Regions from separate parts of the Mus musculus genome. Here regions 2, 3, 4, 5, 6 and 7 are each linked to region 1. A link is a contact called in public Hi-C, HiCAR-type, HiChIP or PLAC-seq and promoter capture Hi-C data. All regions are on one chromosome and are shown on one strand. The core of a region is the stretch at or near the end of the contact, and the rest is flanking DNA. Distances in the headings are between cores, read along the strand shown.

Evidence for each region. A called contact is a pair of places that touch in the nucleus more often than the background predicts. HiCAR-type assays count read pairs that join an accessible place to other places. HiChIP or PLAC-seq counts read pairs in DNA pulled down with a chosen protein or histone mark. Capture Hi-C pulls out chosen DNA fragments and counts their contacts.
Region 2: a HiCAR-type map of astrocytes shows a contact between it and region 1, with 2.9 times the contacts expected there. The contact joins the promoter of Ccdc96 here to the promoter of Ablim2 in region 1. A contact is called at or near these places in 1 of 484 Hi-C or Micro-C datasets (muscle stem cells), 2 of 115 datasets of contacts at active chromatin or transcription factors (astrocytes and pancreatic cancer cells) and 1 of 9 other capture datasets (adipose tissue).
Region 3: a promoter capture Hi-C map of liver shows a contact between it and region 1, with 2.7 times the contacts expected there. The contact joins the promoter of Lrpap1 here to the promoter of Ablim2 in region 1. A contact is called at or near these places in 2 of 484 Hi-C or Micro-C datasets (B cells and CD4 T cells) and 1 of 9 other capture datasets (liver).
Region 4: a Hi-C map of CD8 T cells shows a contact between it and region 1, with 3 times the contacts expected there. The contact joins the promoter of Tbc1d14 here to the promoter of Ablim2 in region 1. A contact is called at or near these places in 3 of 39 promoter capture datasets (embryonic stem cells, liver and stem cell-derived epiblast-like cells), 2 of 484 Hi-C or Micro-C datasets (CD4 T cells and CD8 T cells) and 2 of 115 datasets of contacts at active chromatin or transcription factors (embryonic stem cells and pancreatic cancer cells).
Region 5: a FOXA1 HiChIP or PLAC-seq map of pancreatic cancer cells shows a contact between it and region 1. The contact joins the promoter of Rgs12 here to the promoter of Ablim2 in region 1. A contact is called at or near these places in 2 of 484 Hi-C or Micro-C datasets (CD4 T cells and muscle stem cells) and 1 of 115 datasets of contacts at active chromatin or transcription factors (pancreatic cancer cells).
Region 6: a promoter capture Hi-C map of liver shows a contact between it and region 1, with 2.7 times the contacts expected there. The contact joins the promoter of Grpel1 here to the promoter of Ablim2 in region 1. A contact is called at or near these places in 2 of 39 promoter capture datasets (the SN4741 cell line and liver), 3 of 484 Hi-C or Micro-C datasets (CD4 T cells and muscle stem cells), 4 of 115 datasets of contacts at active chromatin or transcription factors (astrocytes, embryonic forebrain, embryonic stem cells and 1 more) and 2 of 9 other capture datasets (adipose tissue and liver).
Region 7: a FOXA1 HiChIP or PLAC-seq map of pancreatic cancer cells shows a contact between it and region 1. The contact joins the promoter of D5Ertd579e here to the promoter of Ablim2 in region 1. A contact is called at or near these places in 1 of 484 Hi-C or Micro-C datasets (CD8 T cells), 1 of 115 datasets of contacts at active chromatin or transcription factors (pancreatic cancer cells) and 2 of 9 other capture datasets (adipose tissue and liver).

Annotation. Positions count from the first base shown.
Region 1 is chr5:35,756,105-35,759,202 of GRCm38.p6, forward strand. It overlaps Ablim2 (actin-binding LIM protein 2), which reads left to right and starts at 1,776. Exons shown (of 22, transcript NM_001177696.1): 1 at 1,776-1,956. The coding sequence starts at 1,947.
Region 2 is chr5:36,482,496-36,486,056 of GRCm38.p6, forward strand. It overlaps Ccdc96 (coiled-coil domain containing 96), which reads left to right and starts at 2,093. Exons shown (of 1, transcript NM_025725.3): 1 at 2,093-3,561. The coding sequence starts at 2,157. Tada2b (transcriptional adaptor 2B) reads right to left here and starts at 1,790. Exons shown (of 2, transcript NM_001170454.1): 1 at 1,293-1,790. The coding sequence starts at 1,562.
Region 3 is chr5:35,104,016-35,107,263 of GRCm38.p6, forward strand. It overlaps Lrpap1 (low density lipoprotein receptor-related protein associated protein 1), which reads right to left and starts at 1,684. Exons shown (of 8, transcript NM_013587.3): 1 at 1,464-1,684. The coding sequence starts at 1,676.
Region 4 is chr5:36,580,516-36,583,659 of GRCm38.p6, forward strand. It overlaps Tbc1d14 (TBC1 domain family, member 14), which reads right to left and starts at 1,882. Exons shown (of 14, transcript NM_133910.3): 1 at 1,840-1,882.
Region 5 is chr5:34,948,120-34,951,217 of GRCm38.p6, forward strand. It overlaps Rgs12 (regulator of G-protein signaling 12), which reads left to right and starts at 1,329. Exons shown (of 17, transcript NM_173402.2): 1 at 1,329-1,405.
Region 6 is chr5:36,463,509-36,467,001 of GRCm38.p6, forward strand. It overlaps Grpel1 (GrpE-like 1, mitochondrial), which reads left to right and starts at 1,677. Exons shown (of 4, transcript NM_024478.2): 1 at 1,677-1,747. The coding sequence starts at 1,686. It overlaps 2210406O10Rik (RIKEN cDNA 2210406O10 gene), which reads right to left and starts at 1,346. Exons shown (of 3, transcript NR_126488.1): 1 at 1,007-1,346.
Region 7 is chr5:36,694,490-36,697,705 of GRCm38.p6, forward strand. D5Ertd579e (DNA segment, Chr 5, ERATO Doi 579, expressed) reads right to left here and starts at 1,532. Exons shown (of 9, transcript NM_001081232.3): 1 at 1,366-1,532.

The sequences.
Region 1 (3,098 bases), core at 526-3,025:
TGTAAGAGAATGTTCTGGGTCATTCAGCCCCTGTGTGTTGGAAAGTGTCTTCTCAGAGGGACATGTCAATTCCTCTAGAAGTCACAGGCCACTGCATGCTGAGCTCCAAGACCAGTCTACAAGCACAGGCTGCCTGACTTGCAAGGCCTCTGCCAAGAAGTGTGACAGTGGCCACCACCAGAGTGGAAGGCATCACAGCCAACACCACCAGTGTCTTTACCAGCCTGTGTCACCTTCGTGTGTGAGGGGAGGGGTGGGGGTGGCATGCTGCTACTTTGGCCCCAGATGAGAGACAGGAAACATGAATAGCTTCTCAAAGGACTCAACCTGCTGGACAATATCTGTCCTGCCTTTCCCACCCTGTTTCTTCAGTAAGTATATCTCCAGTGCCCGTCGCAAGCCTGTGGGAGGCACTGGAACAGCACTATGAAATAATATCAGAATACTCAAGGATCTCAGAGGTTGCTAGGACACATAAGCATGAGCTTGCAGGCTCCTAAGAACTATCCTAAAGGATAGGGACTGTCCTTAGGTCTAACCAATGGAGGCAGGTGGAGTCAAAACACATTTTTGGAGCATGTAGAAACTAGTTTCCATTAGCAAGGTTTCTGGGCAAGAGATCCCAGAGGCAGCCCGTTCTTTTGTGGGCATCTGAGACTGGAAGTACAGCTGCCAGCAGAGTCTCTTGGTTTATAGGATGTAAAGAAATGTGCTGTTTCCTCGGGGCTTCTCCTCTTTACCAGAGCCTTTGGCCTCCTGGTCCCCTTTGAAATAGATGGACAATACTGATCACTGGGGAGGAATTTCTGCTTCTGCCTCAGTAGTACATGGAACAGCCCTGACCTGGGCCAAACGTCCCTGGCCTGTGCCTGTTCATGCAGTGGCAGATCCTGTATGTTCTCATTCTGGGCCCTGCGCATCCGTGCTCCCTCATCTCTCTAGGCTGTCTTCTTGTAGTCTCTTGTGCCCACCTGTTGTCACCACCGATACGAGGCAGGATCCACCTGCGCCTCCCTATGCTTTTCTTTCAGTCTGTTTTTCCACGCCCTGCGCTGGACGCCTGACGTCACAAGGGAATCGATTAGCGTATGGGCAGGATGGTGAGAGGGCAGGATGTGCCAGAGCCTCCTCAGTGTGCACCGCCTAGCGTCAGCCGAGCCGGGAGAGCGTCTGGGGCATAAGGCGAGGCTGCCTATCTTTGGAGTCCAGACACCTGCGTCTGGATCCCAACCCATTCAGACTTCGCCGTGTGTGTGTGTGTGTGTGTGTGTGTGTGTGTGTGTGTGTGTGTGTGTGTGTGATTAAATCCAGACTTCGCCGTGTGTGTGTGTGTGTGTGTGTGTGTGTGATTAAATCCTGTTCCTGCTTCGCTATCCCGCTTCTCCCCCTCCGCTTCAGTTTCCCCTTTTCTGTGCATTGGTAAGGAAGGGAAGGTCTATTGCTGAGACCTTCCATCACTCTTGTAGAGTTGCTCCAAGATCGCTTTTCCTTGGGCCTCCTTCTTTGAGAGTCCAGTGCTGAGATGAGCTACAGTCCTACACGCCTCCCTTAGACCCTGTTGACAGCTCTGCAGAGCTCTCGGAGCAGGTGCAGGAGGGTACCTGCGCTACCACCAGTCTGCGCCTGAGCGGAACACACAGCCTGCCGGGATTTGTAGTCCGCACGTCCAACTGCGGTGGCGCGCAGGCGGGCAGCCGGGGCACAGCGCCTACACTTCCCAGGATGCGACCCTCCCGCGGCTCGACAAGGGGCGTGGCCTAGCTGAGGGGCGGGGCAAAGGGGCGGGGCGGGAGCCCCGAGCTGCGGTGGCGCTGCGGGCAGCGGGTACTGTGTGCGCCGAGCCGCTGGCCTCAAGCGTGCTGAGGATCCTGCCAGCGCCGCACCTGCCCGCCCGGTCCTCGGGCTGTCGCAGCGCGGGGACCACCCTACTGGGAGCTGCCGCTGACATGAGCGCAGGTGAGAGCTGCGACCCGGAATCCGCGGGTTCGTAGCGGCAACCTCAGTAGGGTCTCGAGGACTGGATACACCTGCAGTGCGTAGCCAATTCCTCTAGCCAATTCCTGAGCCCAGCGGCTCCACCCAACTTTTTCTCCAGGGTGTGCAGCCCCGAAAGGCCGGCCTGCAGCCTCTGTCTCTAAGCCGGGGGCGCGGAGCGGCATATGCCGGAATTTCTTCCCACCGTGCCAGCTAGGGTGGCTGCGCAGGGCTGTCTGGCGGGCGTCACTCCTTGCTTCTCGTGGGGGTCCCAGGTTGCTTCAGTAAAGGGATCCAGGTCCCGGAAAGGGGCTCTGGGTCGCCGCAGTCCTAACCGTAGAGAGAGGTGTGATGACAGGCGGAGCTTTGCAGCAGGGGACTCCGCCCTTGCGCGGTTCCCGCAGAGCCTGGGTGGTGGCGTCTGGCAGACCCTGAACTCCCCAGGTTCGCCGTTGCAGATCTGAGTGCTAGAGCCTGTATGTGTGTCAGTCCCGGAGCTGTCTGTGCGCTGTTGTCATTATAGCCCTTCAGTTCTGAGCGTCTCAGCCCTACCTCTCTCGCCGCACCCACCCACAGGGATCTGACCGCCTCTGTGTGATGCTGGAAAATCCCACGTCCCTGCAACCCAGCAGCGCCTGTGCTCAGAAGGAAACTGAGATCTAGAGCTGGGAGGCCTTGGCTCAGGAAGCATCTGTACATCATCTCAGAATGCACCCATCTGACAGCCTCAAGAGTTCCGCTTGCAGGGAGGGCTGATCCTTTCATTCCTCAAGAGAGAGGGGTTGGCCTCCATTTTCAGGAGCCATGGGATGACCAGACTTCAATGACTTGAGCTCTGACAAGTGATAGGGATTTGAACTCAAGGTTCCCTGACTCCAGCATACTCCCCCTAACCCCCAAGCCAAAGTTACTACTAGCAGCAGTGTGGCCCTTGGCTACATTGCATAAACCAATGGGTACAGCAGCTTCCTCTAGGAGAAAGTGGACAGGGAGGGAATGAGCTTGGAAACAGCTCACTGTAGGCTCCTAGCCTGAAGTACCTCCTCCCAGGGGACTGTCCCCTCTCCCTCCTAGCTAAGGAAGGAGGGGCTTCTACCATGGATGTTGAGAGTAACTGAGAGCAA
Region 2 (3,561 bases), core at 843-3,342, 730 kb after region 1:
AGGCCAGAAGAGTAGGTCAGTAGCTACATTATGCACATCTTTTCAATACATGACCACTGACCAATTGGATGTGGTTGATGGCTTTAGGTTGGCTCTGTGTATAACTGAGGACAAGTGAGTCTTCACAGGCAATCAGGTAGAGAGGGATCACCAGGTATGCGACAAGCTCCAGAAACAGAGCATATGAATGCCACACTTTCAGCACTGAGGCTCTTCTTCAAGGTCCTTCATGTTGCCTGATCTGTACAAAGCATATGCGCAATACACACCAATAAACACCACTTAGAGACAAAGTAACCCATTGTTTTTAGAGAGCAGGAGCCAGTGTTGCTCACTGGTAAGACATCTGTGGAGTAGACTCCTTCCTAAGTGGGGAAGTGGGTCCAGAAGGTCACTCATTCTACGACGATCTGAAACAGGAGGGCAGTAGGGTTGGAGTAGGGGAAGCTCGGGGAAGCTAGGGTCAGAGGGCCCTAACATACCAGGGAAGAGTCTGGACAGGAGAGGGTCATGCCGAGCTCCCTGCTTCTCTGAAAGCTTGAAGATGTGACATATTCTTGGAGGCAATGGTGACAATGCAGCCAGATCTCATCCCTAACATAGGTGAGGAATAGAAAGGAGAGCTCCTTAGAGACAGCCAGAGAACAACCAGGAGCCCAGCACACTATCTGGCTGGCACACATGAAGGCTCTTACTACCAGTGAGCTACCTCTACAGAAACCTGACAGCTAGAAAGCAGACCCCAGGATCCATGCCTCTTCAGGAACACGCCTTTGTTCATTCTTTACTGTCCACCCATCACACCATGTCCTGGGTGCTGTGGAGACTAAGACTTAAACAAGATACTGCTACTCATTGAGAACCTTAGCACAGGGCACATGCTGACACCCACAGAAAGCACACGAAGCCCTGAATGCAGACTAAGTGCAGGCGGGACGGGCAGCCCCAGGCTTCTGGCCTTCCCCACCACTATGCCCAGGAGAACACAACCGTACTAGGGGAACTCAGCAAAGGACAGTGGGATCTAGCTTGCTGCCATCTGACTCAAGGATAAGCCTGGCAACGCACAGGGCCTACCCTCTACCCGCGTTCAATGCACACCTCTTGAGGACGAGTGTGAAGGGCAGACAGCTCCGTGTCGGGGCAATGGGTCAAGGCCCTGCTCTACCAGCTGTGTGACCGCTGGTGACCAACACGTTCCGGACACAACCATCCGACCACCTGCGGCCCTCCGCAACGTACACCGAGCCAGCCAGCCATGCCCTCCCTTCTAGCCGTAGCCCGCCGCTCACCCAGTTGCCGAAGCCGAACTGCTCGATGGCGTCCAGCAGCAGCTGCTCCTCGCGGCTGGTCCAGCCGCCCTCCGCCTCAGGACCCCAGAGTGTGAATCGTCCGCCGTCTACCAGCTGGTAGCCGTGGTAGCGGCGGTGGTGGCCGATCTCCGCGCCGGCCGAGAAGCACTCGGGGCACAGCTCGATGTCCTGGCACTCTGTGCAGCGGAAGCGCAGCGGGCTCACCTCGGCCAAGCAGTACACGCAGTACTTCTTACCCAGCTCCGCCATCTTCCCCCGCTCGCCCGCCGCCCGGCCCGCAGCCGCCGCGCCCCCGGCCGTCAGCGCCCCGCCGCCTGCCGGGCTCGCTGCGCCCGCCGCGCCCGTGCCGCTGCCGGCCGCTGCCACGGCCGCCCCCGCCCAGGCGCCGCCGGAGCCGGCCAGGCGGGCCGCGTCCCGCCTCAGCACGCAGGCGCCCTCCGGCCCGGCCCGGCCGCCGCCGCCGCAGCCGCTGTCTCCCCGCCGCATCGCGCAGGCGCCCCCCGCGCGCCCTCTCGCGGACAGCCGAGTCTTTGCTCTGCGCCTGCGCGCCGGCGCCTCCCGCGGCCTCATGGACTGGAGGAGCCGCGAGGCCCCGCCCTAAGCCTGTCAGCCGGCGGGGCGCGGACCGGAAGTAGGCCGTGCGGGCCACGCCTCTCGGGAACCAGCGTCCAATTAGCGCCTCCCTTCACCTGTTCGCAGATCTTCATTGGCCTAATATTGCCGGGAGGTGGAGAGAAATGGAAGGCGGGTGACCAATCGCGGGGCCCACCGCGCGCCCTGGTTGCCCCGGGAAACCTAACAGCAGGCATCAGCCGGCCTCAGAGCGGGGCCGGCGGGTCGAAAATGGACAGCCACTACGGGGACATCGAGGGCAAAGACCGAGCCGAGGAAGGCCTGGCCAGGCAGTCGCTCGAGATCAAGGTTAGCTCCGAACCTCTGACTCCGGCCAACCCTGTAGAGCAGGAGCCAGAGCCGAAGCCAGAGCCGGAGCCGACGCAAGGGCGGGAGCCTGAGAGCGAGACCCAGCCGGTGTCGGACAGCTCAAAAGCGAAGGATTCGGAGGGGATCGATTACGCGCATGTTGAGGTCCCGGAAAGTCCGGGGGCCGCTGAGACCGCGGGCGAGGCCGTGTCCCGAGAGCCAGAGAGTCTGCCACAGACCCAGCCCAAGACCAAGCCGGAGTCCAAGGAACCAGAGGACAAAGACGAAGACGAGGATGAGGACGAGGATGAGGACGAGGACGAGGACGAGGATGAGGATGAGGATGAGGATGAGGGAGAGGAACGGGACAGGCCAGAGAAGCCGAAGGGCAAGGGGAAGAGGGAGAAGAGGAAGGAGTCACGGTTCCGGCCATCTCTACCGCTGACCACAATTGTTGAGGAGGGGGCTGCCCCAGGCCCACAAGCTGCGAAAGAGAAAGCAAGGGAGTCACTGAAGAAGAGAGACAGTGAAGAGATCGAGGGGACAGATCGAGAACGACACAAAAGCACAGAAGAGCAACTTCACCCTGGAGAGGCCAAGGAAGAGGAGAAACAAAAAGGGGCGTCCACTGAAGAGTTTGAGTGGACAGCGGACATGCAGAAGCTGCAAGAGCAGCAACTGCGCGGCGAGCTGGTGGAACAGTACCACTCCCTGCTAGTGGAGCGGAACCGTTATCAGCGCTACAACATGTACCTACAGCAGAAGATTCACGAGACCCTACGCAAGAAGGGGCTGGAAGCAGCGGCGGAACCTGGGGACAAGAGCGCTGAACCCGAATCTCCCGAGAAAGAGCAAGCATACTTGCGCTATCTGGCCATGCTGGAGGAACTGAAGAAACAAGAGGCAGACGACTTAGAGTGGTACCGTCAGGAGGTACGGGAGCTGAAGCAGCAGTGCCAAGAGAAGCAGACCAGGGTGGAGAAAGAGTGGCGGCGCTTCCAGGCCCTCAAGAAGCAGGTGGTGATGCAGGTCATGGGCAGTTGCCGCACGCGTGGTGGGCGCCAGGCTGCCCTGAGAGAGGTGGAACAGCTTCAGGCCCTGGAGGATAAGAAGGAGAAGGAGATGAGCGCCGTGCGTCTCGAGAACGTGCAGCTGAAGCAGAGCCTGGTACACTTTGAAACCAGGATGAAGGCCCAGGAGGACTTGGCTGAGGGGCTGCTCCTCATCGACTTTGAACAGCTCAAAATTGAGAACCAGACCTTCAACGAGAAAGTAGAGGAACGAAACGAGGAACTTTTAAAACTGCGCACTAAGGTGACCAGCAACG
Region 3 (3,248 bases), core at 434-2,933, 650 kb before region 1:
CCCAAGGCTTAGACAGGATGACGAGAGCAGCCGTCCGCACAGTGACATCAGACTGTGGACAACCAGCAGAAATATAATCTGATGCTGCCACTGATCAGTGGCCATGGTGGAGGTCCAGGAGACCACCAAGGCACAGAGTGAGGATGAAAGTCACCTGGATGTGCATGTGGAGGACTGGGGGCCACCTTCTGAGTGAAAGAGACCCCAGGATCTACGGACAGCAGACCACATTTCCCCAACAGTCTTCGACGGTACCTGCTAATGTCTTCGTGGCCCCATCCTCATCTTACTGGGTAATCCCAGGTGAAGCACACTCATCCCGTGGGCACACCCCTGGAGATGGCGGTCAGGGACAGCCAGCCTTTTACCCTAGATGGTTCCCACTGCTCCCATGCTCTTCACACAGCCACTCCCAGCTCTGCTCCCGGACCCTTCCCCCAGAAAGCTGAACTGCTTTTCCAGGCCACAGGGCTGTCCTAAACCTTTGCAGGCTGGACACTTGTCCCCCTCTTGCAGCAGTCTCTCAAAGACACTGGCTGGCCACTAAGCTGTCTGTGAGGCACCACTCCCCTTCCCCAGAAGCCAACCTCCCAACTACCTCTCCATCCAAAGTCTCCAGGGCCAAAGTTCTACACGGTTTTATTTTAAAAAATCACTTAGTTTGCAAATTATTTACTCTCCCCTCAAACTCAGGAATGTTTAAGCTGGAGGGCTAAAGGGCAACCCTCTGCAAGCTCTAGAGGAAGATAGTGTGGCTCTGAAAGAATACTTAAACAAAAGCCCAAGTCCTAGCCTAGGACTGTAATCTGGGAGGGGACCCAAGTTCCAGGCCAGCCCTCAGGCTCTGGATATCTCCATTTCAAAAGGAAGAGAGATTAGCATAGCTACTAAATCTAACTTCAGCATTCCCCAGACAGGGTGTAGTGTTTACCTATACTAAGGAATTCCAATCCCCTAAGGAACTGCTTTACCCAAATTAACCAGCTCCATTAGCAACTGGGGCTTCTGCAATCTCCATACAGTCTTATCTCAGGGCACCGTTTTTTTTTTTCTTTCATTGGAGTAAATACAGATAAAGAAAAGACTTCCAAGTCTGGCCCCATGTAGAAAGTGCCCCCCCTCCCCTCTACCTCCATCTGAATTGGCTCTTTGGAAAATTAGCTTTTTGGGCAGAGGTGTCCACAGCTAGGAAGGGTGGGTGTCACTCATTCTTTAGGGTCCCTAATTGCACTAAAGGCAACCACAGGCCCTTGACACCAGCACCAAGTTCCTTTAGGGCCTATGGGTCTCTTATTACAAGTGAGGTCAAGATGGCCCACCTGACATTTAAAGGGGGGCTGTACAAAGGGTAGGCCGTTCCCCGTCCCAGAGGTTATGTTGGCCTCTCAATCAGGGCCCTGCTCTCCTTCGCTCACACGCAGCACCTCGCCCCCATCCCCGCGCGTCTCCCTGGCCCCGCTCACCCGCTTGGCCTTCTCCCATAGCTGGTTCAGCTTCTCCATGCGGAACTCCTCCCCGGACTCGCGCTTGGCGGCCATCTCCGGCTCGTTCTTCTCTCGCGAGTACTTGCCGCCATGGCCTGCTATGGGCTGGGGCACAAGCATCAGCGGCAGCAACAACAGCACTAGCAGTTGGAGCCGGGGCAGCGTAGAGACCCTCTCTCTTCGAGGCGCCATCTTCCTCTGAAGCGCTAGCAGACTGACAGGACTGGGTCTTGTAGGACCGCCCATCTGTAGCCCCGCCCATCAACCGGTCTCCGCGAGGCCCCGCCTCCCTTCTCAATCCGATCCCGCCCACCCCAGGCCCCGCCCATATGACTGCCCACTTTTCGGTCTCTGGCTCCGCCCTGCCCAACACCAGCAAAGAGCAATTATCCCAAGGTATTTTCACGCTGGGGCTGCAAAATTCAGAGCTCACTAGCGGGGCTGTAAGGAGAAGCAGCTGGGAAAGCGCACTTATGCACCGCCCCACTCCTCGTAATCACACAAGAAGTGCGGCGGAAGATGATTTTGCCATTAAACCCGGGAGCAGCTATCTCAGCTCCGTCTTTGGGACACATCCCAGACACTTCCCCTCCGGGGTTTCTGTTTGGAAGGCTTTGTGCACTTGCCTAGTCTCTGCACCTGCAGCCCTGGAGAAAATCCAATGGACATAGTGAGGCCCAGCAAGCCTGTTGGGGACATGGCCTGGCCTGGTGACAACCTGGTGCTCGAGGAACCCAGGAGTCTGGTACAGGCACCAGCAGTTTGGGCCCAGGAGGGACAGGCAGAAGAGTCGTCTGGTAAGGATGACCAGTGTCTTAGTCAGGGTTTCTATTCCTGCACAAACATCATGATCAAGAAGCAAGTTAGGGAGGAAAGGGTTTATTCGGCTTACACTTCCATGCTGCTGTTCATCACCAAGGAAGTCAGGACTGGAACTCAAGCAGGTCAGGAAGCAGGAGCCGAGCAGAGGCCATGGAGGGATGTTCCTTACTGGCTTGCTTCCCCTGGCTTGCTCAGCCTGCTCTCTTATAGAACCAAGACTGCCAGCCCAGAGATGGTACCAATCACAAGGGGACCTCCCCACTTGATCACTAATTGAGAAAATGCCTTACAGTTGGATCTTGTGGAGGCATTTCCCCAACTGAAGCTCCTTTCTCTGTGATAACTCCAGCTGTGTCAAGTTGACACAAAACTAACCAGTACAACCAGAAAGGGTCTCCAATAGGGAGATACATGGAGGACAAGGGTAGGGGATATTTGGGGGGAGTGGTGCTTTTTTCTTTTTTTAATAGTTTTAAGCTGTATTTTGTGTTTCCACAAAAAGGGTTCAGTATATCTGGAACCCTGGTGGTTTGCAGACGTTAGCACCTGTTTTCTGAGATCTATTTTTGGTTTGGTTTGGTTAGCTCTGGTTATCCTGGCATTCACTATATAGACCAAACTAGCCTCAAACTCAGAGATTTGTATGCCTCTGCCTCCCAGATACTGGGATTAAAGGTGTGCACCACTTTGCCCGGCCTAAAATGTCTCCTTTTCAGATAGGAGAGAGGGTTTTGTTTTTGTTTGGGGGTTTTTGTTGTTATTTTGGCTTTGTCTGGTTGTTTAGATCAAACAGGATCTTACTCAGTAGCTCTGGAACTCAACTATGTAGATCAGGCTCACCTTGAACTCTCAAAGAGATCTATCTACCTGATGCTATCTTCCAATTGTCTGAGATCTTTTTTGTTGTTGTTGTTTGTTTTTGTTGTTGTTGTTTTGAGACAG
Region 4 (3,144 bases), core at 632-3,131, 820 kb after region 1:
AGAATAGCCAGAACCTCCAGAAATGACAAACTGCAATAGTGCACACAGACTCCTACAGAGCAAATCTTATAATTCCTCCTGGAAGATAAAGATCCTATCTATGTTACTTTCAGAGAGAGGCAGTTTCAAGTTTCACTAGGCCTGGTCAGATGGTATCTCTGACATTCTCAGCCTCACTGGGGCTCCATCAGGAGTCTGTGCTGGTTAGCACCCTCTGGAAATCTAGCCAAGCCCCAGAAGGGGTGACAAGATCCTGAGTAGGGCTTGGGGCAGAGGTCAGGTTGTTCCTCTAGCCTACCAATATGCCCAGTACTGTGAGGGTCTCTAGAGATAAAACGGGTCCTACAGCCAGAGAGTAGAAGATCTGAGGAGGACATAACCCAGGAAATGAGTCTGAGTAGAGCGGGGTCTACAGTCCCTTCCTGAAGGACCTTCTGCAGTCCAGGACCAGGATAAGGAGGCCCAAGGTCAGAGAGGACCCAGTGGGTCAGGAGATTTAAGAGGTTTGGCAGTCTGAGAAGAACTGGGCATGGGGAGGAAGAAGATTTGAACACACCACAAAGGGTTGAGGAGGAAGGACTGAAGGGGACAGAGGTCTGAACAGGTCAGAGATCTGAGGAAGATACAGGCTCAGATCCTCAGAGCAAACTCGGTTGGTAGCCCACAGCCCCGTGAAAGTTGGACGAGCCAATCGTAGCCTCCGGTCTGAGAAAACTTTAGCAAGATTTGGGAAAAAACGTCTTAGGGGGATGGAGATCCGAGACACATCAGGGGTCTGAGGACCATATCTGAAGAGGCCAGGGGTCTGAGGAGCACCAGGATCTGAACAGGAGAGGGGTTTGAGAAGGACAGAGATCTGAATACCTCAGGGTCTGAAAAGGAGTAAAGGCAGAGATGTGAACAGGACAGGGGTCTGAGGACGCTGGCTCAGGGCGCACAGAGCAGACACCTCTACAGCTCGCAGCACCACATCTGAGGAGAAAACTTTTCACCAAGTTCTGGAAAAGGCGCACGTCGCGACAAGCGCTGGCCGAGGGCAGTCGCACGTCAGCCGGACCCCAGCCCTCCCAGCCGCCCTCTCAGACCTCCCTGCCTGGCCGACGCAGCAGCAGGTGGCAGCGGTCAGCCATCCGCAACCTCTCAGCTTGACCCTGCAGAGCCCCCTCAGTACCCGAGCTACCGCAGCTCCAACGCCATCTCCCCGGCCCGTGGCCCGCAGCCCAGGCCCCGTGGGGCCCGCAACTCGCTGGGCTAAGAGCGTAGACTCCGCAGATGCCCAGCCTCAGCAGGTGCTTGCCGGCCGCCCGCGGCTAAAAGCAGCCAGCGCCAGACCCCACCCCCGCCACGCCCACGCCACGCAGCCACGCCCCCACAAGGCTGCTTCTCTTCCCTTCCGCTGAGCCTCTTTAGCCCAACACCCAACGCAAATCGCTCGCTCCCAGGGCCTCAGGCGTACCGCCACGCCCCGCACTCCAGAGCCACGCCCCCGAGAGCTCACTAGCCACACCCCACGCTCGTCCCTAGTCACACTCCGGGGGACAGGAGCGTTACCACGCCCCGCGCTCCCTATCGCCGCCCTCACGCTCCCTAGCCACGCCCCCGCTAAGCTTCCACTGCTCTTCCGCCAGGGCTCTCGCCCCCCGCCGCAGCTCCGTAGAGCTTAGGAGCCTGCTATTTACTACCGCTGCTCCTCCGGCCTGCCAAGTATCCGTCCTGGGTTTCGGGAGTTGTGTCCCTGGCCCTTTTCTGTCCTCAGGCCCAGGAAGGGCTGCAAGGAAAGTTCCGAGAGAGTCACAGTGTCCATACCGGCACCGCAGACGCCTGGCGGAGGCCCCTTACCTGGTCGGCTCCGCCCGCGGCCATCTTGGAAGTGGGAAGTGGGAGGGAGGGGGAAAGCAGCGCATGGGGCTGATCCAGGCGTGGGGAGCCGAGCGGCGGAGCGCATCGATGGGACGCCCCTGTCCAGCAGCTGGGGGAGTCTTAACAGCCCACGGGAGTATTTAGGGGTACACGTGAGCGCAGGTTACAGATCATTGACCTTGGAATGCCCTCCCGGTATAGCCTTAGCCTGTCACCTGTCAAACGGGCTTTTCTGATCACTGTTTCATTGCGCTTAGTGCCTAGCGCTGTAGTTCGCCAACTTTTGTCTTCACTTTAATATTTCAGTATACAACGCCCAGCAGGCTCAGGAGGTGACAAGACAGGGTTCATCATCAGTGTGTTTTGAAAGTTGTGTGATGGTCTCGCTTAGGAACTAGAAGAGGCCTCACTAGACAGCATCTTTCTCTAGCCTGAGATACAGAGATCCACCTATGTATTAAAGGTGTGTGCCACCACACCTGGCTTTATGCACATTTTACCTTTTTAAGTAGCAAAAATTACAGAGACACAATCTATGAAAAAGTATAATTCAGGAGGTAGAAGTCAGCTAGAGCTGAGCAGAGTTAAGCCAGATGTCTATGGAGGATGTCTTCTATCAGGCCAGGTCATTGTGCTGCATTTCCCTTCCTGAACTCACCTGCACTCGTTTCCTAAGCCTCAAAAAGCAGAGACATGAGTGTTTGTTGGATCCATACAAAGGGTACTTGGGATGATTTGGGTTTATTCTAGGAGTTGTCAGACCCCGAAAATTTACAAACACAAACAAGCCCCTTTAAAACCTGACTGCATTTCAGCCAGGAACCATCACATGAGGCTGGAACCATCACAGTCCTACAGGAAGAGGAATTTCCCTGCCCTGGCAGGTACCTGGAAGCAAGCAGGAGGAAATCCATTTGTCTTGGTTACAGTTCTGTTTGTGCTAGCCTCAAAGTTGCAACCTAGAAAACAATGAGTTTGAACTCCTGATCCTCCCGAGTCTACCTCCCCAGTTCTGGGATTATAGGAATGTACCACCACTTTTGTTTCAATTGTACATTCATTTCAAAACATTAGGTGATGGTTCAACCTCTGTACAACTCTCTCAAATATTTTAAAATATTTTCACAAATCTGAACACAGTCCAGAGGAAGGGCTTACAAGACCAAGGCTATATCAAAAGCTATGAAATGCACACCGTCCCCAGGGATGAAAGAAGACAGAGAGAGGTTGGGGGATAGCTCAGTGGCCTGACTTCAGTTCCAAGGAGGGTAGGGAGGAGAGAAG
Region 5 (3,098 bases), core at 79-2,578, 810 kb before region 1:
AGGGCTTCCTACTCAAGACACATTGACAGTCAATACATCTACCTATGCAGTGAAACGAAGCTGCACACTGACAAGAACACAGGGTTTACTGTCCTGGAAACACTGGAGGGACTACCAGTCGTGACTTACATTTCCTGAATTTAGGGAGGAAGTGAGTGTTAAAGGTTACAGCTATGGGGTTTTTATGATGATTTAATCTCAAGACCAAGAAGCTTGAACCAGGCTGGGGCTGGTGTTTGAGAAAAAGAGGGCCTAGGCAGTGAATTCCTGGTCTAAACTTTTTAAGTAAAATGCCCAGTTTCCTGTTTTCTGAAAGTACTTTAGCTAGTTTCTAACTGGGAATGAAACTTCTGAAGACGCTGTGGCTGCTCGGAAGTCAATGTGGGAAGGGAAGGGGAATTCTGCCCTTGACGTCTTTCACCAAAGAAAGGTCTCCTTGAGGTAGACAAGGTCCAATGTTCTGAAAAGGTTGGGCGTAGGAACTATAAAACCAGTTTGTGCAACTATTGTATCATAGCCTGAGTGGTGCTTGGGACAGGATTGATGTATTTCTCTCCATCTCAAATGCACGCCCTCAGGTAGATGACCCCTCTCCTGGCAGGTGGGAAACTTTCCTCACAAATGCATCGTGTCTCAGAGCTGCCCCTTGAAGGAGGACGAAGTGGTCTCTCTCTGCACGTGAAGAAGATCACACATCCCAGCTCTCTGCAACCATTCAAAAAAGAAACCCATCTGGCTTTTGCGATTTAGTAGGGTAGCTCAACCCCTCAGCTGGACCAAGGCGGAAGTCCCGCCCCGGCCTCCATGCTCCGCCCCGCCTCCGTCTAGCCTTAAGCCCTGGATGTTGAGCTTTCCGTTAGGTCTTCAGTCCCAGGCAAGTCCCTACTTCTTGAGCGCTTCTGTGCTAGGAGTCCGATCCCGCCTGACCCCGAGCCACTGTCCAGTAGGGCGGACTTTGCTCTCCAGGAGCCCGGCCCCCAGAAGCCGGATCCCGTTGGTCCCTGACTCCAGCTGTCCAACGACCTGATCTATCCCCTCATCCAGCTCCGTCCCCCAAAACCTGACTCCACCAAAATCCTAAACTTGGTGAATCTCGAATGAGCCCCACCAAGAGCCCAAATCACACCCTCCAAAAGCGGCTGAACTCCCCACCCTTCCAGGAGCCACACCCCCAGAAGCAGGACCCGCGGGGTCAGAGTCCCGAAGCGCACAACGGCCTGACCCGCCCCTCACGGGTCCCGCCCCCAGAGCCCCGCCCCCTAGGCCCTGGGCCCCACCCCCAGGAGTCGGAGCTCCTCTCTCAGGGGCCGGACCCTGCCCCTCCCGGAGCCCCGCCCCCGGCCCGGCGACGGCGGTGACCGTTGATGCTTTCGGCGGGCGCCCGGCGGGAGCAAGCGGCGGCCCGGTAGGTGAGCGGAGCCGGCGCGCCTCCTCGCGCGTCTTTCTTCTCTGGCGCGCGCCCCCGCCCGGCCCGGCCTTGTCCTCCTGCGGCCGTGGGGCCGAGCTCGGGCACCGCCCGCGCCTTCTTTGTTCGCGCGGGACTCCGGGAACTTGCCCGCGCGGGCTGCGGCCGGGGTCCCGCGCAGGCCGGATGTGCGGGTTCCGCAGGGCTGCAGCCCACCGGACTCGGGCGGGATCTGACCCGGCTCAGAAGCCGGCCCGGCTGGCCATGAGGGGACTTTAATGTCCAACTCAGCCCGCGGTCTCATTGTTTGGGCAGAGACCGTATCCAAGGACCCGAACTGAGGAAATGTAGGGCAAGAACGCAGGGCAGCCCACAGCGAGCGAGCATCGAGAATAGCTGGAGGGGTTAGAGCTGGGAAGTGTAGACAAGGGGGTTCAGAGTGTAGATAGAGGGGCCCCAAACCTGTGGACTGTGTGTGTGTGTGTGCGCAGAATTGTAGAGTGTAATAAGGGCTCAGCTGTGAAGTGTAGATGAAGGGGTGGTGTGTAGCTAGGGCCCAACCCCTGGAGTGTAAACAGAGGGGCTTTGACCAATAGAATACAAATGGAGGGGCCCAGGTTCCTGAAAAGGCCTCAGATGGAGTGTAGATGGAGGTCGCCCTGGTGAGGAAGCCTTGAGCCTACATCAAGCAACTGGTGTGTGGGAGAGGGGAGAGAAGCAAAATCAATTGTGAATCAAGGGCCTGCTTACATTCTAAAAGTTTCTGAAGAAAGCACAGTTGTCAGCAGGACAATTTCTCCAGAAAAACTGGGATAAAAATGTTACATCTTTTTATTTGGGGGGGGGGGGCTGGATGACAAGTACCAAGTACTCAGGCTGGCAGGATCTGGACTTCAGGCACACTGCTGGGATAGAGAAAGTCACGGGGTAGAGGGAATGGCTTAGGTAAGACTCTGGAGTAGGATGGATCTTTAAAGGATGCAAGGCCATTTCTGTGAAGTTTCTTGGAACCTACCTCAGTGGGACAAAGGAGGAGGGTTGCTTCTGACAGGAAAGATGAAAGGCTGGAGAGCTGGCAAAGGAGATCAGCAAATACCGGAGCTGAGGAAAGGCCCTCAGACTTGGGGTGGCCTGTGTGTTGCCAGTCTTGGCGCAGGAGTCAGAAGGCAGGGTTTATACTGAGTAGACCAAATTGCAGTGCATCGTGGAGTTGCCAGCTTGTGACATGAGGCACTTTGTGGTCATCCCCTGTGTCAAGGGCTGGCTCACTTTTTGCATTCTGTTTAGAACAACAACCTCAGAGGGTGGGAGCGTGGGTAGTCACAAAGGTGACACCGAGCCTGGTGACCTGGCTGCTGCAGTAGCTCCTGCAAGGATCCCAGAGGTAGGAGAGGTTGAGGCTGAGCCCTGTGTTTCTAATCCTGTTGTCATTTGACATCTGTATCTGAGACAGGCCCAGCATGCTGGTCCCATCTGGCTGCCTTGGTTGTGGGCTCCTTGCCTTGCTCTGGCAGCAAGTGCATGATGGTGGTTGCAGCGTCCCCACCCCCTTTTCTTTCTTTTTGTGTGTTTGCTGGAAACCCTGCAAACACTTACTAGTCAGCACTTGTTTTAGTTTCCTACAGAGCTTAAATCTAGTGGCTTAAACAGTTTGCTCTTCAAGGCTCAATGCCAGAAGTCTGCAATGGGTCTC
Region 6 (3,493 bases), core at 427-2,926, 710 kb after region 1:
AGCGCACTGAATAACCATCTGATACCCGTCCCACTCCAGTCCCCTGCCCTTTTCACGGTTGGTTTGTTCCATCACAACCAAGTGCCATAGACTCAATCCAATTATGTCTCTTGATTTCATTGGTGCTCTAAGTATCCCTTCTCCTCTTACTCGACCCCAGCCCTAATGAATTAACAAATCAGGTCACTTGTCCTACAAAACACCAGTGAACCAGGATTCCTGGAAAGAAACTGTCTGCAAAGGCCAATTGACGGATTAAAGCCTCAATGACTGGAGATGCTGAACCTTGCAGGTGCAGAGCCTAGTTACAATTTATCTTGGGCTATCTTTAGTTCATTAAATAGATTCCCTGCCCCACTCAGTGTCAGACCTAACAGCAGGAAAAGACGATTAAAATCTTGGTAACACAGTAACAAAACTCTAATCTCCACCAAAGGGCTAAGCTTGCTATCAAATAGCATCTGCGGACTACAGCTGAGATTCCCGTTTGCTATAATCACCTACTTAATGTTTTCACTAATATATTTTATGTCTTGAGTTGTGGCTTTCTTTGTTCTGCTACTATGCAAACGTCCTGAAACTGTTTTCACGTTGGAACACAGGTGTCCTAAAACTGTTTCTGGGCCAGTCACTCATAAATGACTCCAGAATAAACTTATTTCCTATGAGGTGAGAGCTGTGCTTTTTGTGTGGACATGCTCTGCCCCACGCCCACGGCGGGCAAAAGGCAGCATGTGCTGGGGAAATGATTTTTAAAAGAGCGAAATTAAATAATAGAATTTTGGTCCCTTTTTTGTTTGTTTGTTTGGTTGGTTTGGTTTGGTTTGTTTTACGAGACAAAATTTCTCTGTGTAGCTCTGGCTGACCTGGAACTCACTCTGTAGACCAGGCTGGCCTAGAACTCAAGAGATCCGCCGAGAGCACACACAAGCCGTAGTCCACGGACGAAGCGTTCTGTCTCGAGATTTGCGGGAGCCGGGGGGAGGAAGGAAGAAGCTGCACATACCTAGACAGGACAGAAAACGTCCTCCGACAACTCTCAGCTCTGCGACCTCCCCCATAGCAGTGACCAAACATCAGCACCCATATTTTCGAAGCTCTCCTGCACACACTGCTGTTAGTTTTTTTTTTTCTTATGTTGCGTTCTGAGAAAATTGGAGGTGGCCGAAAGTACAAAATCAAGTAACGCTCATCGGGCCGTCCACAGCCAGCCTGTTGACACAACGCGCTTGCGGCATAGTAGAGATGGGGTCCGTCCCTTCCCGGGACACCCACGTTCCGCCCGCAGAAGGTAGCAGGAGCCTAAAGCGAGCACCAGTCACTTGGCACGAGTTCCCGGGTCCCCGCCTAGCGCTCGCCGCCTTCTGCCCGCCCTGACGCTCTTCCTCTTCATTGGCTGTCCCCTGGCGCGACCACGCCCACAGAAGCTCCATTTTCCTCCACTCCTCCCACCTCACCTTTCACCTCCTCACCTTCCGGGGCTCCCAGAAGCCTCAGTCTCCGCCCACCGGAGAAGGAGGAAACAGAATTCCGTCATGACTCGTAATTATTGGTGGAAATGGTCTGTCCATCAGAACAACAGCGGTCACGGATTAGCTAAAAAGCAGCAGTAGGTGGGAAAACCGGTGTAAGGGGCGTCCGCGCATGCTCAGTGTGGGCGCAGTGACGCGACCTCGGGGGCAGTCATGGCGGCTCGGTGTGTGAGGCTGGCGCGCCGCAGCCTCCCGGCTTTGGCACTGTCGTTCAGGTAAGAGAGCTTCACTCCTCTGCGTCGGCCTCACTCACGGCCGAGAGCTCTGGTGGGGGGTTTAGCGGCAGGACTGGTCCCCGCAGGCGGTGCCCGTGCACCCTGAAGTCACATCCTCACCATCGAGTCCCTGTGCCTGTTCTCAACGCGCGGCTGTCCTGGTGTTTACTGTGCGGCACTGCGCGAACTGGGCTCAAGAGACGAGAAGTGGGGACGCTGGGGCGTAAATGCGGGGATCTGGGTGATGCGTCAGGTGGAAGGCTCCGCCATTTGTTTGTCTGGTGACACACGGCACTCTCTCGGGCATAGGGGCACCACCCCTCCTGGAATTGCAAAAGTCAAGCTTAGAAGCGGGAGACTTGCCCAAGGTCAGGCAGCCAGGCAGAAGCCCGCCCGACCAGGGGCTGGGGTTGCTAATCCCTAATCCAGTCCAGGATGTGTACTGCCTGGTTTGTGGGCTTTTTCCACTCACATTCCTTCCCCCACTTTTGCCCTCCGCGGAATGTGAGGTCCAAGGAGCAAGAAAGCCAGTGTGTGTGCAGTTTATTTAGACAATGCCCATTTTTGCCATCTTTACTTTTACCCGTGGCTTCAGGTTTTTGAGTCGCATCTCCAAAGTTAGGCTCAGTATCTTTAGCTTGTTCCCTGCTAGGACCAAGTTTTTGGTTGATTAAAAAAAGAGAGACTTTGCCTGAGTCTTATGGAAACGGAGTGAACGGGAGCTGGCCTTTTCAGCGGGTGAGAGTGAGCAGGCGGATGATCTCGTACTTGTGACTAAAAGATGAAAACAGGTCTATGTTGTGCAAAGCAGGGAGGAGTCTGAAGTATTCCGGGGGAAGCACTTCCTATTTGTGGTGCTCTGTTTAGAGTTGACAGGAAAGAACCCCCATTTCCCATCCCATCCGGCCCTGTCCCATCCCCCAGCTTGGTTCATGTCTATCTCTGAAATTGTGGTTTTGAAGAAAGATGCTCTAGTAGGAAGTCATAACTCCACAGTATCCCATAAGCTTGGCTTCCCTCTTTCCTCCGAGACATAGCCCTAGGAATTCCTGCCCTGAAAGGATCTATACAGCAAAACTGATCTGCTGAAAGGCTGTGGTGGTCACTCCTAGGGGTGGAAATAATTCATAGTGAAGGCAGCCTTCACATTTTGTAGGTTTTTATATTCTTAGCATAATTTTGCTTCTCAGAATTAATTACTGATCTTTCTTTTTTAAACTTACGTGTGTGGATGTTTTGCTTGTATGTGTATGTCCATGTGTATGCCAAGTGCCTTCAGAGTTCAGAAAAGTGTCAGATACCCTGGAACTCTTAGAGTTAGGTAGTTGTTAGCTGGGAATCAAAGTCAGGTCTTCCACAAGAGGAACATGCTCTCAACCACTGAGCCCAACTCTCCAGCCCAGATTCTTAGACTTTTTAAAAGCGTGAAAGTAAAAATAAAATTAAAAGATCACTGCTGGAGCCAGAGAGAGATGGATGGGGCTCATTGGTTATACACTGGCTGCTTTTGTGGAGGACCCAGGTTTAATTCCCATCATCCACACTGGGTAGGTCAGCCACCTGTAACTCCAGCCCCAGAGATCCCACACCTCTTCTGGCTGCCTCTTCAGACTCACTTCCAGGACTCCTTTGGACTTCTCTTCCCATTTCCTCTGCATACACTCCCACTTTCATCTCTCTGTCCAAGTGATTCCCAGTTCCTGAGATGTATCTCTCTTACCCACCCTACTCTGTAACTCACCTGGG
Region 7 (3,216 bases), core at 282-2,781, 940 kb after region 1:
GCTGGAGAGATGGCTCCGTGATCAAGAGCACGGGCCGGTCTTCCACAGGACCGGGGTTCAATTCCTAGCAACTGCACAGTGGCTCACAACTGTATGTAACTCCAGTTCCAGGGGATCTGACACCCTTACACAGATATACATGCAGGTAAAATACCAATACACATCAAATAAATATTTTTAAAACAATTATAAAAAACATCTGATATTGATCACTGGCCTCCACGCGTTAAATATACATGCACCCAAACACACACATTAATATATAATTATAATTCAATGTTTGTCTAAGAGAAGATAGTGGGGAAATATGATAAAGGGACATTATAGAGATATATAAATGAACTTGTGAAAGAACACGTTTTAAAAGTACATCAGTTGGCAAGAATAGCAACTAAATCTACAATAATAAGTATCAACTGCAAGAAGCCTCCATGGGTATTTCAAATGCACAGTTCCAGAATGGTTTTTGTCATAAAGATCCTGAGACCTAGTTAAGAATGGTTCAGCCCAAAACATCTGCGGGCGAATATTTGACCTTCAGAATGCAGAGTGACAGATATTTTTCCCCTTCTTTTAAATCTGAAGTCTCTAAAACCGACAAAGTGTCATGCAACGGGTCCTATACTGGTGGCAGAAATCTTGCGTGGGGTTTTCACTGCATAGGCTTTTCCATGGCATCACCTGTTATCCAAACTGCACGTCCCCGGCTCCTCGGCAAGCCTCTCCTACCGTTTCCTTAGCAAGCCAAGAACCAGAAACGCAAAATGCATTGTCAGTTACTTGGGCAACAAGGCAAAGCAGGTGATGAGACCCAAGAACCCCGTTTAGTAAATGACTCCGGAGTCGCATGTCCCCCTCCCGTTTATCCCCCATCTCACTTTTCTTGGTTAAACCTTTAAGGTTTGTCTACAGAAGGGCAAACACTGAAGGGAGGGGCTGCCAGGTTCGGGGTCTGCTCCCCACTGCTCGCCCTGTCCTGGCCTCTACGCAAAGCGCTCAGCCCTGGCCCGGCGTCCACCGGGAGCTCCCGGGACGCCGGCCGGAAGCCGGGCCGCGAGGGTCCGGGCGGTGGCGCGCGCAGGCCGGCGACTCCGGGGCCTGTCACTTCTGCCCTCGGCCGTCACCTTCTTCGACCCCGCGCCATAGGCCCGCGTGCCCGCCACTCACCGCGCCGCGCCCGCCCCCGACCGCCGAAGGACAAAGCTGAGGGCGCGGGGCGAGGCGAGGCCGCTGTCCTCAGGCCGGGCCGCCTCAGCCCGCCGCGGCCCATTGTGCGCACTCATCGCACGCCGCCCGCGGGGTCCTCGAGCCGGACATCCCTCTGGCCCGCCACCCGCCACGGCCCCGCTCCCGGCCGCCGCCTACCTGCCAAGGCTACCGGGTGGGCGCCTCTCCTTGCGCTCCGAGGGCTGCAGGCGGCTGCCGAGCGCCGGGCGGCCCTGGCCTGCGCCTTACGTAAAGCGGCGGCGGCCCCAGCGCCAGGCGGCGGAGGGCGGGAGGCGGCGCGCGGCAGCCGCTCCGCTGCGTTACCTGGCAACAGCCTCAGCGCCCGGCCAGCCAACGCCGCGTTCCATATCCTTCCGCCCAGGCGCCGGGATTACATCAGCGCGCCGGGGCTCCGCCCTCGTGCTGTGTGGGTGGGGGAGCAGCAGGCGCGCAGGACTGGATTCTGGGGTCCTGAAGATCCTGACACCACGAGGCCGACCTGAGGATCCGAGGCTTTGAAGCTTTACCAGGCCCTGAGAGAGGGCTCCTGGGTCGGTGACCTCCCGCTGGGTCACTGAGACCCGGCTTTGCAGAGCCCTTCCAACACAAACCCCCGCGTTACACCTGTCCGCGCCCCCTCTTCGCCATGTCCTGGAATGGCTGGAGTGGGCGGCTTAACATAAAGACTTCAATTAAAAACAAAAAGTGACATGGCTTTTTTATGTTATTATTAAGTAGGCAAAAAATAAAAGACCTTCTGGAAGATTCGGAAGTGGGAGCCAAAAATGTGCACTAACCTTTTAATCAAAAGCCTCTTCCCACCTACTCACCTTCCCTAAATGTGACTCCTAGGCTCTTCCAGAAAAGCAGATGTAGATGTCAGAAGTACCAGGAAGAAAAGCCAGAGATGTGCCTTCTATACAAAGGCAAGAACAGGTCCCGTAGGGGAGTGACCTGCATGTAGTTCATCAAACTCATTGAGCACCGCCAGGCACCAGGCCCTGTTCTTGGGTTCAGAGTCTGAGACCCGGAGTTCCCAAGCTCAGCTCAGGCTTCTGGGAGGAGCAGAGAACTGGAAGTACTTTTCTGCTGAGGTAGGCTGGACTCTTGTATGCAAGCCAAGGTCAGGAACCTAAAAGAACTGTCCTTTCATAGAATCCATACTGTTCCAACAAACATCTTTTCACTCTCCCGGAGAAACCCAAAGTAAAGCCTTCCTGGAGAGACCCGGAACAGGCTGGGGAGTGGGTGACGCCTCGGGATGGAGGCAGAATTTGAGCACAGGCCTTTGGCTCTATTGTCGGGGATCTTTTCCTTCACCCAAGTCTTACCCTTCCTTAGTTTGCTCCCCCTTTTGTTGCCTCGGGGTTCATTTGAGGTGAGTCACAAGCCACAGTTTTATTTACTACACATCTTTTGGTTACCTGTTCCAGGGCGGGCAGCCAGGCAAACTCATATAACATGCGAGAGAGTGGAAAATCCAGGGTCATCTGAGAGTGAAGGTGGGCATAAATGGTGTCAGGATCTTCAGGACCTCAGAAGCCAGGCTTGCACAGACCAGGGAAACATTTCCCTAAATATGGAGAATTTGCACACATTTTTTGGTACATACATCCATAATAACATTAGTGTCTCCTAGTCTGTACCTTCTGTAAAGGCATATCGATAGTAGGGCAGTTTTAAAAGAGTAACAAAGTATCGCAAACATATGAAAGGAAAGATAACACAGCCACTTTGTAGCCATCCTGTTGACTATAATCTGTGTGTATGTGTTCCTCGGGTGATTGTGGGCAGGCACCTGTGGAGGTCAAAGGGTAACATCAGTTATCAATCACACTCCATCTTATGTTTTTTAGACTTATTTATTGATGTGTACTAATGGATCGCAGTGTGGGGTCAGAGGACAACCCACAAGAGTCCGTTTCTCTCCTTCTACCGTGTGAATTCCAGGGATCAAACTTAGGTCCTCAGGGCAACAAACTTTTACCCACCGAGAATCTCTCATCAGCC